2 separate regions of the Salmo salar genome follow, and region 2 is linked to region 1. The links are chromatin contacts, called in public Hi-C maps. All regions are on one chromosome and are shown on one strand. Each heading gives the region's core, a stretch centred on a gene start, on an enhancer-like site or on the middle of the called end of the contact. The rest is flanking DNA. Distances are from core to core; before and after follow the strand shown.

What was found. A called contact is a pair of places that touch in the nucleus more often than the background predicts.
Region 2: a Hi-C map of gill shows a contact between it and region 1, with 5 times the contacts expected there. The contact joins two enhancer-like sites. A contact is called at or near these places in 2 of 3 Hi-C or Micro-C datasets (gill and muscle).

Annotation. Positions count from the first base shown.
Region 1 is chrssa03:21,216,474-21,224,150 of Ssal_v3.1, reverse strand. The region is part of intron 2 of LOC106599503 (partitioning defective 3 homolog); the gene reads left to right. Among protein-coding and RNA genes, the nearest start is that of LOC106599503, 87 kb to the left of the region's middle. Within about 2 kb of position 2,925, at least 3 of the 13 cell types and tissues checked have an H3K27ac peak or open chromatin away from gene starts, as enhancers often do. A contact at or near this core is called in gill, where this site is marked.
Region 2 is chrssa03:21,327,199-21,334,875 of Ssal_v3.1, reverse strand. It overlaps LOC106599501 (cAMP-responsive element modulator), which reads right to left. Exons shown (of 8, transcript XM_014190770.2): 7 at 5,021-5,186; 8 at 2,783-4,659. The coding sequence ends at 4,515. Among protein-coding and RNA genes, the nearest start is that of LOC106599493, 7.5 kb to the left of the region's middle. Within about 2 kb of position 4,190, at least 3 of the 13 cell types and tissues checked have an H3K27ac peak or open chromatin away from gene starts, as enhancers often do. A contact at or near this core is called in gill, where this site is marked.

The DNA.
Region 1 (7,677 bases), core at 1,676-4,175:
ACTTTTGCACGTATAGCGTATAGCAGGTAGGGCTCACCGTGTAAGTATTACACATTCGGGTGTCGTTAGTGGGAAGGTGTTTCACCTGTGCTGACCCAGGTGCTATTTAGGAGTGGCTGGCTCAGTGCTCCAGTTGTCTTGATGGATGCGGAGGGTTAACTCCTTTTAGTTGACTCTACCTATTTTGATTTCTAGACAAACAATCCTTTCTGATATCCCTGTTTCTCGTTTTGCTCCACCTTTTTTGGTTTGTTTCCTGTCTTTAAGTTTGGTGTGGATTTTTCTTTTGTTTGCTTCTTCTTGGACAAAGTTAGTGGGTGCTCATTGTGGGTGTCTTTTAGGTCCTGGTTGTTGCTAGGCAACTGTCAGTGAACACACCCCATGAGTGTCTTTCAGAACCCCTCCTGAAACCCACCTGTTATGTTTTGGTTGTTGGTCAGTGACTTTGTTAGTTCCCCCTTCTGTTTGAGTGACATTTTTGGTTTTCTTCCTGGGGAACGTAACACACTATTGAAGCAAAAACTCACTGTTGACTTTCAATATAAAACACTGGTCCCAGCTAGCACAGTGGATCTGGGCCGATTTCTGTCTGAGTTGGGGCACTCGGCTGGGAGTCTGACTCGGTCGATGTAATGTATTACTTTTGTCTAGAATGTGGGGATTGGGCTCAGGCCGATTCCGGTGTGAGTTATCTGGCCCAAATGTAATACTTGGGGCTCGGGCCGATTGGGGCTACTCTCTGGCAGATGATTACACGAGCTGCTTTATATAATTAACATTTCATTATTTATTTTTCCATATTTTCTCATTGTTTCTGTGATCAAAAAAATACAATTAACATTTAAATGTAATTCTTTACGAGCCCTGTGTAGTATTAGCGTTTTTTGATACTTTGTGCAAGGCAATTGATAAGCATTAAAAACTTTGCATGGAGCCTCCTGGGCGGCTCAGCAGTCTAAGACACTGCATTGCTACAGATGCTGGTTCGAGACCCGTGCAGAGACCCATGAGGCGACGCACAATTGGCCCAGCGTCGTCTGAGTTGGGAGGATTTGGCCGGCCGGGAAGTCCTTGTCCCATTGCGCTGTGGCGGGCAAGGCACATATGCACGGTCACCAGGCGTATGGTGTTTCCTCCGACCCAATGTGATTTTTGTGGATGGGTATAATTTGTATTTATAAAATGTATAATAGTAATATATAAAATTACTAAATCGGGTAATTCCGGTAGACTGAAACGGCCCGACATACTTGGGCCGATTCTGGGCAGTCATTCATTTTGATTCCGGGCCGAGTCCGACACCTGATTCCGGGCCGATTAAATCAGTTGGGCCGCTTCTAGGCCTATTCCTCATTTCTAGCTGGGGTGTAATGGTTTAAAACACAGATTTATTTTCAAGATACAGTATATTAGGGTTTTCCATACATTCTAATGTTTTTGTGAATTATTCTTCTACTTTGACAGAGTATTTTGTGTATATTGACAGAAAACGACACTTAAATCCTTTTTAACCCCCCTTTTGTAACACAACAAAATGTGGAGAAAGTTAAGGGGTGTGAATACTTTCTCCCAGACAGTGTGGGTTTATGTCTGCTGTATGAGGCCACAGGGAAAATCTGATTATTTGTGTGTGAAGTCCACAGGAGTCCATATTAAACAGGGTGCACTATAAAGGGAATTTGGTCTCTTTCGGACACATCCAGGCTGTAAAAGATGAAGAGCAGATGTTAATCAGATCTGAACCTCCCTTCATCTCCCAGCTGAATATTGTTTATGCTCTGAGGGAAATTGGGGTAAAGGACAAACTTTTCTCGTTTGTTTCCTGAAAATGAAGACTGATTTCTTAGCAATCTCTTCAACATAAACTATTTGACATACCAGTAGTAACGATAAAACCAATATTTTTGTGTGTGCTTGTCAAGTAGACATGGTATCACTACAAACCGATCCTTAGCCAGCATGTAGTAAGTCCATGTTCAGTACAGAGGAACAATGCTGCCCTCCTGAGGTGTACATCTGTAAGTGCAACAGGTCTTTCCTTTTTCCCCTCCACTGCTTCATCTCAACTATGGCTGACTGTGCAATTCTCACCCTGGCTGACTGTAATATCTTAAGCTTTTCAGTGATAATGTGTTGCCTTTTGAAACGGTGTATTCACGTATGTGAGCCTTATTGAAGCTTGGTGTACGTTAATGATTTTCCCCTTAGCTACAAATCCATGAAGGAACATAGGCCTGCTGTTTAGTTATCATACAGTAATAGTAGTGCATGGAAGATTATTCATATTTCTAACCTTTTGTTGAACGTTTGTGTGAATGAAAGATTGAAAAAGTGCTTTAGGCTGTTTTCTTAACCTAATAATAACTGATTATTGGCACCCAAAGACCTTGACAACTGACATTTCTGTTTTTTAAGAGCAGCCACAATGAGCTGTTATTGGCCTACATGTTTTTGGAGCCACGACCACAACTACCCAGCAACTGCTATAAAACCAGATACACCAACACACAACACAGCCATGGAGATGGACAAACGCTTATTCTCCAATAGAAGTCTCTGATCGCACAGGCGATGTCATGGTTACGTTGGCTAGCTACGCTCATGCGCAGAAACATTTCATCGGGTCTAACGGTCGTTTCATGCCGAACTACGCATGTGCAGGCCGTCAAATCAAATGCATTCTTTCGATATAGTTTTTGACTAAAATGAAAACGTGTCGTGTCACTCTCACGAGGCTGTGGTAATAACATGTTCAGCTACTTAAGACATTAGCTCAAATCTAGGTTATACCTTTTAGATTTGGAGAAAATGAACTAAGGAAGAATTTTTCACTTCTCTCATTGACTTCTCAAACCCTAAACCCCGGCCTGGTCTTCTCGGTCTATTTCACAAGAGGTCCCGGAAGTCTGTGGGTTTAGAAACTCTGCGATACCGCTTTGTGTTCTGTTCTCAGCTGGATCCTCATCTCAGATATGGCTTAGTTACGTATGAACTGTAGCCTCGCCTCCAACCGAAGGGTGTGTGTGAGAGAATAGTAAACTAACCCAAAAAATCAAGCTGGGGACATTTTGTTCGTCCCCACAAGGAAAAATGCTATTTCTAAGGGGTTTAGGATTAGGGTTTGGGGATAAAGGCTAGGAGTTAGGGTTAGGTTTCCAGTGTTGTTGATGCTGTTTTAGGTAGAGGCGCCATCCTTGTACCTGTCTAATCGATCCAAGTTAATGGAATACATCCTTTGAATGTTCAGGTCCATTCATGAGATTAAGGTCTGTATTCATAAAGCATTTCAGAGTTGGAGTCCTGCTCTAGGATCAGTTTTGTCTTTTAGATCAGAAGGAATAAGATCATATGGACAGAGAGGGGACCTGATCCTAGGTCAACACAGTAATACTGCCCAGTTTTGTGTTCTCTGTTCTCTCTCTGTCAGGACAGTCTAACTTTGACCAGCAGAGGTCTCCCTTGGTACAGAGTCATTGAGATTGTCCTGCTCTGACGTTGCTGGACTAATGTAGTCGTCGGTGGCAGAATGTGTACGTGCTTTCATCGTTACATGTAACAGCTCATTGAAACGTCTCGCCTAGTAAAACAGGAAACCACTAACCCTGGGGTTTGGCTCTGTTTCCCACACTTGGCCAGTACTTGTCTGCATCACAAATGGCACCCTATTCCCTATATAGTGCAGTACATTCTGACCAGACTTCTATGGGCCCGGTCTAAAGTAGTACACTATATAGGGTGCATTTGGGACATGTCCTTGGTTTTATGACACAGCAAACACTGGACCCTCCATGTTAATCCCAAGAGGCTGCCCTGCCCGGAGAGAGGATGGCTTGTTATACACACACACACACACACACACACACACACACACACACACACACACACCAGCGGCATCTAGCCACCTGGGTTCCCACAGTGAGTCACCAGTGCCAGCCGGCGGTGGTTTGTTTGTGGGAAGAAATGGCTTGTCGGTGCAATGAGGATTCAGGAAGTGGTAGCTAGGCCTACATGGCACACAATAAAAACAAATCCTGATTAAAAATGGATTTGTCACATGCTTGGTAAACAACAGGTATTCACTGAGTGTACAAAAAATTAAGAACACCTGCTCTTTCCATGACAGACTGACCAGGTGAATCCAGATGAAAGCTATGATCCCATGTTGATGTCCCCTGGTAAATCCATCTCAATCAGTATAGTCGAAGGGGTAGAAACAGGTTAAAGAAGGATTTTTAAGTCTTGAGACATGGATTGTTTATGTGTGCCATTCAGAGGGTGAAGGAACAAGACCAAAGATCTAAGTGCTTTTGAACGGGGTGTTATTGGGTGCCAGGCGCACCGGTTTGAGGGTGTCATGAACTGCAACGCTGCTCGGTTTTTCATGATCAACAGTTTCCCGTGTGTATCAAGAATGGTCCACCACCCAAAGGACTTCCAGCCAACTTGACACTACTGTGAACGCTTTCGACACCGACCTTGTAGATTCCATGCCCCGACGATTGAGGCTATTTTGAGGGGAAAAGCGGGTGCAACTCAATATTAGGAATGTGTTCCTAATGTTTTGTACACTCAGTGTAGACTAACAGTGAAATGCTTATTTACGGGCTGTTCCCAACAATGCAGAGGGAACAAAAAGGAAACATTAACTTGAGGAATAAATACACAATGAGTAATGATAACTTTGCTGCTGTACACACACGGGGTAGCAGTACCGAGTCGATGTGCAGGGGTACGAGGTAATGGAGGTAGATATGTACATAAAGACACTAGGTAACAGGATAGGCAATAAACAGTAGCAGCAGTGTACTATCACACTGTGGCAGCACGTTCAGTTCACACACTGAGACGTCCTGTCTGGGTATTCTCTTCTGTCTATTACTGTACACTACAGGGGACATAGTTAGCCCTCTATTGCCTGTTGTGACAACATATCACATTGAGGAATTGTGATAGAAATCTCTTTTGTCATACAAGTTGGTTCACTCATATGACAGTTCATTCGTTCTATCCCCACCTGCATTTTCTCTGTTCTCCTGATGGAATGCATCCCACAATGTGGAAGTGTTTGTGTGCTGCTTGCTTGTCCAAACCTTCCTTGACTAGAAATATAGGTTTTGCCCATTTGTTGATGCTGGGCATCCCACACACACACACACACACACACACACACACACACACACACACACACACACAATGAATACTCTTAACTTCCAGAAGGGGACACTGTGGTGTTAGCATTGAGATGGCGCCGGCCCTTTCGCTTCTCTGGGAGGAGAGCACAGACTCTTAACCCCCATAGACTTGCATCATGTGTGTGTGCTGTGCAGGACAGTAGAATACAGGTAGTCAAGCCATTGTTATGCTGCGCCTACCTGTACCGGTCATGCAAACAGTAGCAGTGTTGTGGTCTTGCCTGTGCCTCCCTGCGACGATGACTTCCTGCATTTTCCCCTGTCGCTGCGGAAATGCCTTGGACAGGAAGGGATAGAGCAGGAAGTGTATACACGCAGGTCAACAGGATGTGGTGATGTGATGGAGGCTGAGTCAGTCAGAAGTGCTGACTCGATTCCAGAAGAATTCCTTCCACTCTGGCTTTACTTTAACGACTGGGAAGTCTTTAGAATGGGTCCGAATGTAATTTCCCGGGTCAGGAAACGGAGCCTCTCGTGCCAGCCTTTCAGTGTGGTAAACGCAGTACCTGAACGCCGGTGTAATAATAACCATTTGTGAGATGGTTCTGAACCCAGAGGTGAAACCTAATCCTATCAGCGTTAGAGAGGAGCTCCAGACATGTCTGTCTTTTTTAAGGAGAATGTATTGTTGTTTATTTTTTAACCTTTTATTTAACTAGGCAAGTCAGGTAAGAACAAATTCATATTTACAATGACGGCCAAACCTGGCCGATGCTGGGCAAATTGTGTGCCGCCCTATGGGACTCCCAATCAAGGCCGGATGTGATGCAGCCTGGGTTCAAACCAGGTACTGCAGTAACGCCTCTTGCACTGGGATGCAGTGTCTTAGACCACTGCACCACACGGGAGCCCAGGATTAGGATGATCTCATAAAGCGCCATCTAAACACTATCCCCTCCAGCCAGAGAGGAAAGACCACCGCTGACCCAATCACACCAAGGAAATCTCATTTAGCCTACACACAGCCTGAGGAGAAACAGGAGAGGAGAGAGGCACTATGAACTAACCCAATACTGTACCTCCTCAACCTCCACCCACCAACTGCTGGGGCCCCTTCATCTTCATTAGGCTGCCAAGAGGAAGCCCAGCTCTGAAGTACACAACAACCCTCTAAGATGTTTCTGGTGTTGTGACGTTAGCTAGTAGCTACAGTAACATTGCTAGCTGCTCATAGCATTTCACTGTAAGGTTTACACCTGTTGTAGTCAGCACATATGACAAACAAAATTAGATTTGATAGTTCACCACCATCACATGTTAATCCCATACAAACGGGGAGATAAAACATGCATAAATGCTCTAAAGTTGCTGACATCAACACAGGCTGCAGCCGCATAGGTTAGAGCCGGGACAAGAGCGTTGGTTGGTAATGAGGACAATGGCGAGGAGAAGCCAGCCAGCCACCATGGCTGTGTGGCGTGAGCCATGTACTCACAACATCCTCATTAACCAATGCTGCTTCTGTCTCTGCTCTCGCTGTTGTGGCAACCATACCGCAGAAGGTGCTGATGCCCGGAGAGGGAGAGCTGGGAAGATCTAAGGGTGGTGGCCGTGGACCGGATGAGCTAAACACCTTTTTCTCACGCTTCGAGCATAGTGATTCTGAGTCACCGAGGAGAGCCCCTGAAGACAACGAGGGCTACTTGCTTACGGTCTCCAGAGGACATACAGTTGAAGTCGGAAGTTTACATACACCTTAGCCAAATAAGTTTTTCACAATTCCTGACATTTAATCCTAGTAAAAATTCCATGTCATAGGTCAGTTAGGATCACCACTTTATTTTAAGAATGTGAAATGTCACAATAATAGGAGAGTGATTTATTTAAGCTTTTATTACTTTCATCACATTCCCAGTGGGTCAGAAGTTTACATACAATCAGTATTTGGTAGCATTGCCTTTAAATTGTTTAACTTGGGTCAAACGTTTCAGGTAGCCTTCCACGAGCTTCCCACAATAAGTTGGGTGAATTTTGGCCCATTCCTCATGACAGAGCTGGTGGAACTGAGTCAGGTTTGTAGGCCTCCTTGCTCGCACACACTTTTTCAGTTCTGCCCACAAATTTTCTATAGGATTGAGGTCAGGGCTTTGTGATGGCCACTCCAATACCTTGCCTTTGTTGTCCTTAAGCCATTTTGCCACTACTTTGGAAGTATGCTTGGTGTCATTGTCCATTTGGAAGACCCATTTGCGACCAAGCTTTAACTTCCAGACTGATGTCTTTAGATGTTGCTTCAATATATCCACAGAATTTTCCTGCCTCATGTCATCTATTTTGTGAAGCGCACCAGTCCCTCCTACAGCAAACCACCCCCACATGATGCTGCCACCCCCGTACTTCACGGTTGGGATGGTGTTCTTCGGCTTGCAAGCGTCCCCCTTTTTCCTCCAAACAAAATGGTCATTATGGCCAAACAGTTCTTTTTTTGTTTCATCAGATCAGAGGACATTTCTCCAAAAAGTACAATCTTTGTCCCCATGTGCAG
Region 2 (7,677 bases), core at 2,941-5,440, 110 kb before region 1:
TATCATTGGTAACAGAATAAATAGCAGAAGAATAACTATAGATTAAATAATGCTGTAATTGAAATTTGTGCACCCAATGTAGGCTACTGCCCCTTTAAGAGCTACAATAGATTGTGTACCCTATGTTGTGATTCTCACCAAATACACTACATATGCAAAAGGATGTGGACACCCCTTCAAATTAGTGGAATCGGCTATTTCAGCCACACCCGTTGCTGACAGGTGTATAAAATCAAGCACACCGCCATGCAATCTCCATAGACAAACATTGGCAGTAGAATGACTCGTACTGAAGAGCTCAGTGACTTTCAACGTGGCACTGTCATAGGATGCCACCTCTCCGACAAGTCAGTTTGTCAAATTTCTACCCTGCTAATGCTTCCCCAGTCAACTGTAAGTGCTGTTATTGTGAAGTGGAAATGTCCAGGAGCAACAACGGCTAAGCCGCGAAGTGGTAGGCCACACAAGCTCACCGAATAGGACCGCCGAGTGCTGAAGCGCATAAAAATTGTCTGCCCTCTGTTGCAACACTCACTACTGAGTTCCAAACTGCCTCTGGAAGCAACATCAGCACAATAACTGTTCGTCGGGAGCTTCATGAAATGGGTTTCCATGGCCGAGTAGCCGCACACAAGCCTAAGATCACCATGCACAATGCCAAGTGTCGGCTGGATTGGTGTAAAGCTCACTGCCATTGGGGCAATGGAAATGCGTTCTCTGTAGTGATGAATCATGCTTCACCATCTGGCTGTCTGGACAAATCTCTGTTTGGCGGATTCCAGGAGAACGCTACCCGCCCCAATGCATATGGCTGTTTTTCATGGTTCGGGTTAGGGCCCTCAGTTCCAGTGAAGAGAAATCTTAAAGCATACAATGACAGTCTAGACAATTCTGTGCTTCCAAGTTTGTGGAAACAGTTTGGGGAAGGCCCTTTCCTGTTTCAGCATGACAATGCCCCATGCACAAAGCGAGGTCCATACAAAAATGGTTTGTCGAGATCAGTGTGGAAGAACTTGACTGGCCTGCACAGAGCCCTGACCTCAACCCCATCGAACACCTTTGTGATGAATTGGAACACCGACTGAGAGCAAGGCCTAATCACTCAACATCAGTGCCCGACCTCACTAATGCTCTTGTGGCTGAATGGAAGCAAGTCCCCGCAGCAATGTTCCAACATCTAGTGGAAAGCCATCCCAGAAGAGTGGAGGCTGTTATAGTATCAAAGGGGGGACCAACTCCATATTAATGCCATGATTTTGGAATGAGATTGACGTGCAGGTGTCCACATACTTTTGGTCATGTATGTTGTCGTTCTCACACTATTCAAACCCCACAATCATTAAACAGCTTATGAAGCGCTCTTAGCCTATAGATCACATATTGGAAAACAAATAATCTTGAACTAAAAACTCCACACACATTTAGGAATTTCTGTGCATCCTTGACAATCGCTAATCAAAACGCAAATACAGCTCACATTTTTTTCAGCGAACCTACATGATCATCTTCTCTTGTGGCACCAATGTGAGGGGTTATGTCAGGGGAAATGCTGTTGCAGTAGTCTAGTGTGTGGTGCGGAAATAATGACAAGCGAACCTGGGGAGCTTTGTGTTCACATTGCCCTAGAAAAGGGAACCGAACCAAGGATTTCAAGAGAACTGAACTCAGACCACCTCTCGAACACATTGTACTAGATACGCACTCGTAGATTGTGTTGACATCACAGAATATAGTGGAGGGTCACAGATTGGCTTTACAATAACAGAACAGTGAGGAAAAACAGTTGTTTTAAGGTTTCATTCCAAAGCCCCTCTGTTCACAGGTCCAGCCCATCCACTCTGCAGTGTCCACAGAACAGGAGAGAATCATGCACTACACCTTCACACTAATACTTCCAGAGAAATTAGAAAGCCAAGGCTTAAAAATATCAGAAGAAACAGTTAGAGCAGAGACAAGGTATAAAAGTTGTTTCCTAACTATACTATAAAGCACTAAAACTGTTCTTGTACTTGAGATGGTCTATATCAAGGCACAAGGCGAGACCCAGATGCAGACACAGGAGGCAGATGGTTGGAGTCTTACAATGTTTAATAATCCAAAGGGTAGGCAAGAGAATGGTCGTGGACAGGCAAAAGGTCAAAACCATATCAGAATCCAGGAGGTAAAGAGTGGCAGACAGGCTCGTGGTCAAGGCAGGCAGAATGGTCAGGCAGGCGGGTACAGAGTCCAGAAACATTCAAGGGTCAAAACCGGGAAGACTAGAAAAAAGGAGTACAGCAAAAAAGAATACAGGAAAAACACACTGGTTGACTTGACTAAACATACAAGACGAACTGGCACAGAGAGACAGGAAACACAGGGATAAATACACTGGGGAAAATAAGCAACACCTGGAGGGGGTGGAGACAATCACAAGGACAGGTGAAACAGATCAGGGTGTAACAGTCTGTGTGATATTCCTTGGGGACCCAAGGGGAGAAAATCTATTTCTTATATGCATTTCTGCTTATTGTATCTGATGCCTGGAGTATCATAATGAAATATGTTAGAGCGTCATGAGGATGTAAGGTGTAACACACTTCTGTTGTCTGTTGACTAGTCTGTTGTGAAATGTTATGGTGTTTGAGGTGAAGATAAATGATGTTGGCTGGTATGTGTTCATTCTTGTGCTTGTTATTTCAGAGGTGAGCCCAAAGGCATGGTGTGGTAGACTTCAGTCCATATAGTGTGTAGTTTTCTGACTGAGGATTAATCTAACAAATAATTTCACTGTAATTCATACTGTGGTATGGACATTTTATTAGAAATAGTATATTTTGACAATCTTGAAACATAAGAGGGATCAATACACATGAGGTGAACATCTGGTTTTAAGAGCTAACCTGTTTGACATACTATTCCATTCTATCCAAAACATTTACTGAGATCAAATGTATTTTACATCTCACCTGAATTGTATAACCACTGGCCTGACAACAAACATACAAAGGACATATACCTGTAAACAGAAAGGTTATCAGGAAATTAAAAGCAAGCAAGAGGCTGCAAAATCACTGCAAGCAGAACTGGTGTGAGGAAAGAAAACGAAGCTGCATCCATCATCATCATCATCATCATCATAGTCAGGTCTGTGCTCTCATGGACATACCTTTTAAAACAGCGCAGTCATTAACTATTTTGTACATGCCAACTGGCACACTATTCCCTATTTAGTGCACTAATTTTGACCTGGGCCCACAGAACTCAGGTAGTGCACTATAAAGGGAATAGTGGGCCATTTGGGACATATCCGATCTGTTATGATCAACGAATTCACATAAAACGTTTATAACGAGTATCAAAATACCCAAACGTCAGCTTATCAGCACTTTCAGTGCTTCTTTTGTACAGTACACTGGCACAGTACTGTTCTGAGACAGACAGACAAAGGGGACAACGACTGGTGAGCGATTCAGTAAACATCAAATGTAGCAATTTTGTGTGGTAAAGCAGAAGTCATTTCAAGATGGTCTTGGTGAGATAAGATTCCCCCAATGGCTAGAAATATATAATTATTTAATATACACTCATCCGAGGGCCAAGCCATGTTTATTTTACATTGAACTGTGTCGTTTGAAAAGAGCAAGTGAAAGGCGTATACTCACATCCTTGACACTGGGACTTACACATTGATTCAGGTAACACGTGAAGTCATTAGACAACTCCGATTGACACTCAAACGGACAAATATAGAATTTCAAAACTCGAATGATTTCGGAAAGTGTATTTACTCATCACACTGTGCTGAAAGAAGAGGTCCATCTGATTTAACAAAGGTATGTTGACAACAGCCAAGGTGAGCAGAGAAGTACAGTAATATGAGAACTGTAGCTAGCAGTGACAAGTAAAGACATATAGGTTTAGCCTGGTCCCAGATCTGTTTGTACTCTTGCCAACTCAAATGCTTTCATTTGCAAGCCAAATGTGATAAAGTAACAAGGAGTTGGCATGACAGCACAAACAGACTGGCACTCAGGCTAAGGTAGGTTGGCTTGCTGGTGAGTCTGCGTGCACTTAATGTGAACTTGCTGGCTGATAGTGAGGCTCTTTCGCAGCTTCTGCTTCTTCAATGCGGTGAGCCAGTGGTGGTGAGCGCTGTGCCTTCAGGAAGCATTTCTACTTCCTCTTTCTCTTCCTCTGCAGGCTGGCATCTCATTGGCTGCCTCCCTGCAAACAGCAGAAGCAAACGCGGCTGGGAGTCACTTGTGTATTCACATACAAGCGCGAGGACAGACAGGGGCCCTGTCCGGAGCAGGACTTGACTTCAGCCCAGAGAGCACAAGCCTATGGCCACCTAACAACCTCCGGTGCAGCATCAAATTGACTGGGCCCAAACAAGCGGAGTAAACGAGAAACAAAGACAGTGAAAGTAGTTTTTGTCCCAGAGTCTTTCTTTTACAGCAGTCAATCTGTAAACTCCACTCTGCTTTCTCAGTAGGATCTCTCTCTCTCTCCTGGTACAAGGCTGAGAGCAGCTACTCATTCTTGTGGCAGTAAATGTCCTTTAGTGCTTTGAGTTCCTCAATGAGGGTCTTGTTTTGGTTTTCCAGCACGGCCACACGGTTCTCCAGACACTTGACATACTCTTTCTTTTTTTTGCGGCACTCCCGTGCAGCTTCCCTAGAGAAGACAGAGGAAAAGAGACGGTCAGTGGGATAAATCCCAGCTCTAAGCACCAATCCAAAACATTTTAGAGACTTCCCATAACATCCAGTCAACCTTTATAGATAATCAATTATCAAAGGGGTGCTTTAAAATCTACAGGAAACTGAGAATGAGGACCATGAATGATTTTGAAATCTGTCCCCCTTTTGCAGTTGTTGACCAAATTCAGAGCAACAGAGTAAAACTAATATGTGTCCCAAAAGGCACCCGACTCCCTATATATTTCACTACTTTTGATCAGGGCCCCTGGGGAAAAAGTAGTGCACCATAAAGGGAATAGGGTGCCAACTTGGGACACAACCTGTGTCTGTCTCACCTGTTCTTCATGAGGCGGACCTCCCTTTTGCGTGTGACCTCCTCAGTGTGCACCGGGGGATTGTGCATGGACAGGGAGCCTGGGGACGCAGCCATCACCAGACCCTGGTGCAGGCCCGACGAGGTGGGCGAACGCAGCTGGTATGCTGGCATATCTCCAGTGGCAGCTAGGCGACCCAGACAGAACACCAGGGTTAGTTTTAATAGGACTTCTTTTAAATAAGTTTATCACTTGCACAGACAGACAGGACATCAGAATTGGAAGTGATTTAAGTCATTTATTCAAGCAAGGTGGTCACTGGAGAACAAATTCTCGCTTGCATTGACCACTTACCTATATTTAGCTCGTTGGGGCAAAAACCAAGTGCTGTATTTTTTTTACTCCAGTCCTTCAATCACACAGATTTCTCATCTATCTACTTAGAGGATAAGCGACCAAAAATTTGACATAAACGCTGAACACATCATGTAGATGGGTCCATTTAACAACAAAAAACAACTGGACACTTGTTTATTGTTTTTTCTGTTAAACAACCAGACAAGCCCAGATTCCAACGGACCGTGAATTAAGCAAACCAAACCTCATTTCAATGATGTTATTTTTCAACAGACAGATTTAAGATCACAGCACAGGTGCCAAATTAGGGACAGTAGGGCCTAAGCACAGATCTAGCTTTTGTGTGGTTTGAGTACCCACATGAACAAATAATACAGTTTACTATAGAATACTACAGTACTTACTAATGAATTCTGTAGTATACTGTAGAATACTAGACTACACACTAAACTATCCCTTGATCATGTGTAGTACTTTCTATAGAATGTTGTAGTATACTGTGTGTGTGGGGGGGGGGTTACTACAACCAGTCCCGTGTGGCTCAGTTGGTAGAGCATGGTGCTTGCAACGCCAGGGTTGTGGGTTCGATTCCCACGTGGGACCAGTACGGGGGGAAAAGATGTATGAAATGAAATGTATGCATTCACTACTGTAAGTCGCTCTGGATAAGAGTGTCTGCTAAATGACTAAAATCTAAATGTAACTACCTCCTTGACATGTCTTTGTTAGACAATTATGTTAAGACAATCGTCTTCTCTAGTTACTGGGTGGATAACTGCCATCCAAGTGACAGTAGCACTGGCTGTAGCCTACGTTTCAGCCTATATTATTTGGTGATGATTCATTCATTTCTGGGTCAAATCTTGTACTTTGAAAACAATTTCAAAGTACAAAGCAGTCCTAAGCCGCGGTTTGATCCCCCATTCCCCCACTCACTTTCCATATTGTATCCCTCTTATCCATCTCCCAATCTACATTTCTGACCACTATCGGTCAATAAAAAAACTAGAAGAACACAATACATGTATAAAAAACCCAGAAGAGAACACATGAAAGAGTATTTCCAATGTGCTCCTTGGTGTAGGAATGTGGTTCTGATCTGACCACTGATATGTTGATAAATGTCTCTCTGAAGTGTTCTGATACTCCAAAGTAAATACAGGAGAAAACTATCCTTATATGGCAAGAATAAACACTTATTCAAAACAACTATTTTCACAACAAAACATTTTACTAATTTTTCATTTATGAATTTATAATAGCCCAAATGCCACCACTGCACTTGTGTTTGAACGAAAGAGTGAGCAAGTAACAGCTTGCAGATCTAAAGGGATAAACGAGGCTGAATTCTTCTCTCTCCTGTCGTTATCAGAGTGGATGACTAAGCTGGTAGCGCTGAAGCTGTGATCACTGCTCTTTCACTGCTCCCACAGAGGGCTCTGTTCTGTCTGGAATCACAGTATGACTCCCGGCTGACGTCAATGTGAGTCTCACTCGACAGTTAGCATTCTCATTTCCCTGGCCCCATCTGGTTCCAGGAAACCGGAGTGACGTCAACGCCACCCCTCCCCCTCCCCCTCATCTCCCTGGCTGCTCCAGAGAAGCGTTCTGTTTGTGTGTTTTAGGGGGCAAGCAGACAGACAGGAACTGGGTTGAGCAAGCTAACTAAACACTTACTGCCGTGTTCGGTCAACATAATGGCTAGCTTTTCACTATAGGAATGTTGAATGGTAATTATACAGTACTCTTGTAACGTTTTCAAGTCTCCGAGAGAGAGAACTGTGGGCAGGATGCCTCTGTAGTAGCTATCTATTAACCTGAATTAGTAAGTCAGTGCACGTCATTCAGTTTGCTATTGGTTTCCTATGCTCTCTTAAAAATACAGTATTTTGAGAAAAAAATACTCTGAAACACAGCTTTTGAGGCTTCCAACTAAGCCAACTGCTATGATTTAATAACTATGGTAGACTACACACACTTTTGAATAAATTCTAAAAGTTCTGGAAAGACACTTAATAATCCAAACTTTAAAGTAATTACTCACAAGAAAACATGTATTTAGCCCTCTAAATACAGAAACAATGCAAGAACATCTCTGAATTGAACAACAATGCAGGTATACATTGTCTATCACTGCCAGCATGATACATTTAACTTGCTATAAAAGTGAGAAATACTGAGAAAGGACTAAAAGATAGTCACATACCTGATTCAGTCTCATCTCCAGTAACAGCCATATCTTCTACTCTCTAACAATCTGGGATCCACAGTATTACACACTTTCTCTCTCTTTATCTATCTGACTGTGTGTCTTTCTCTCT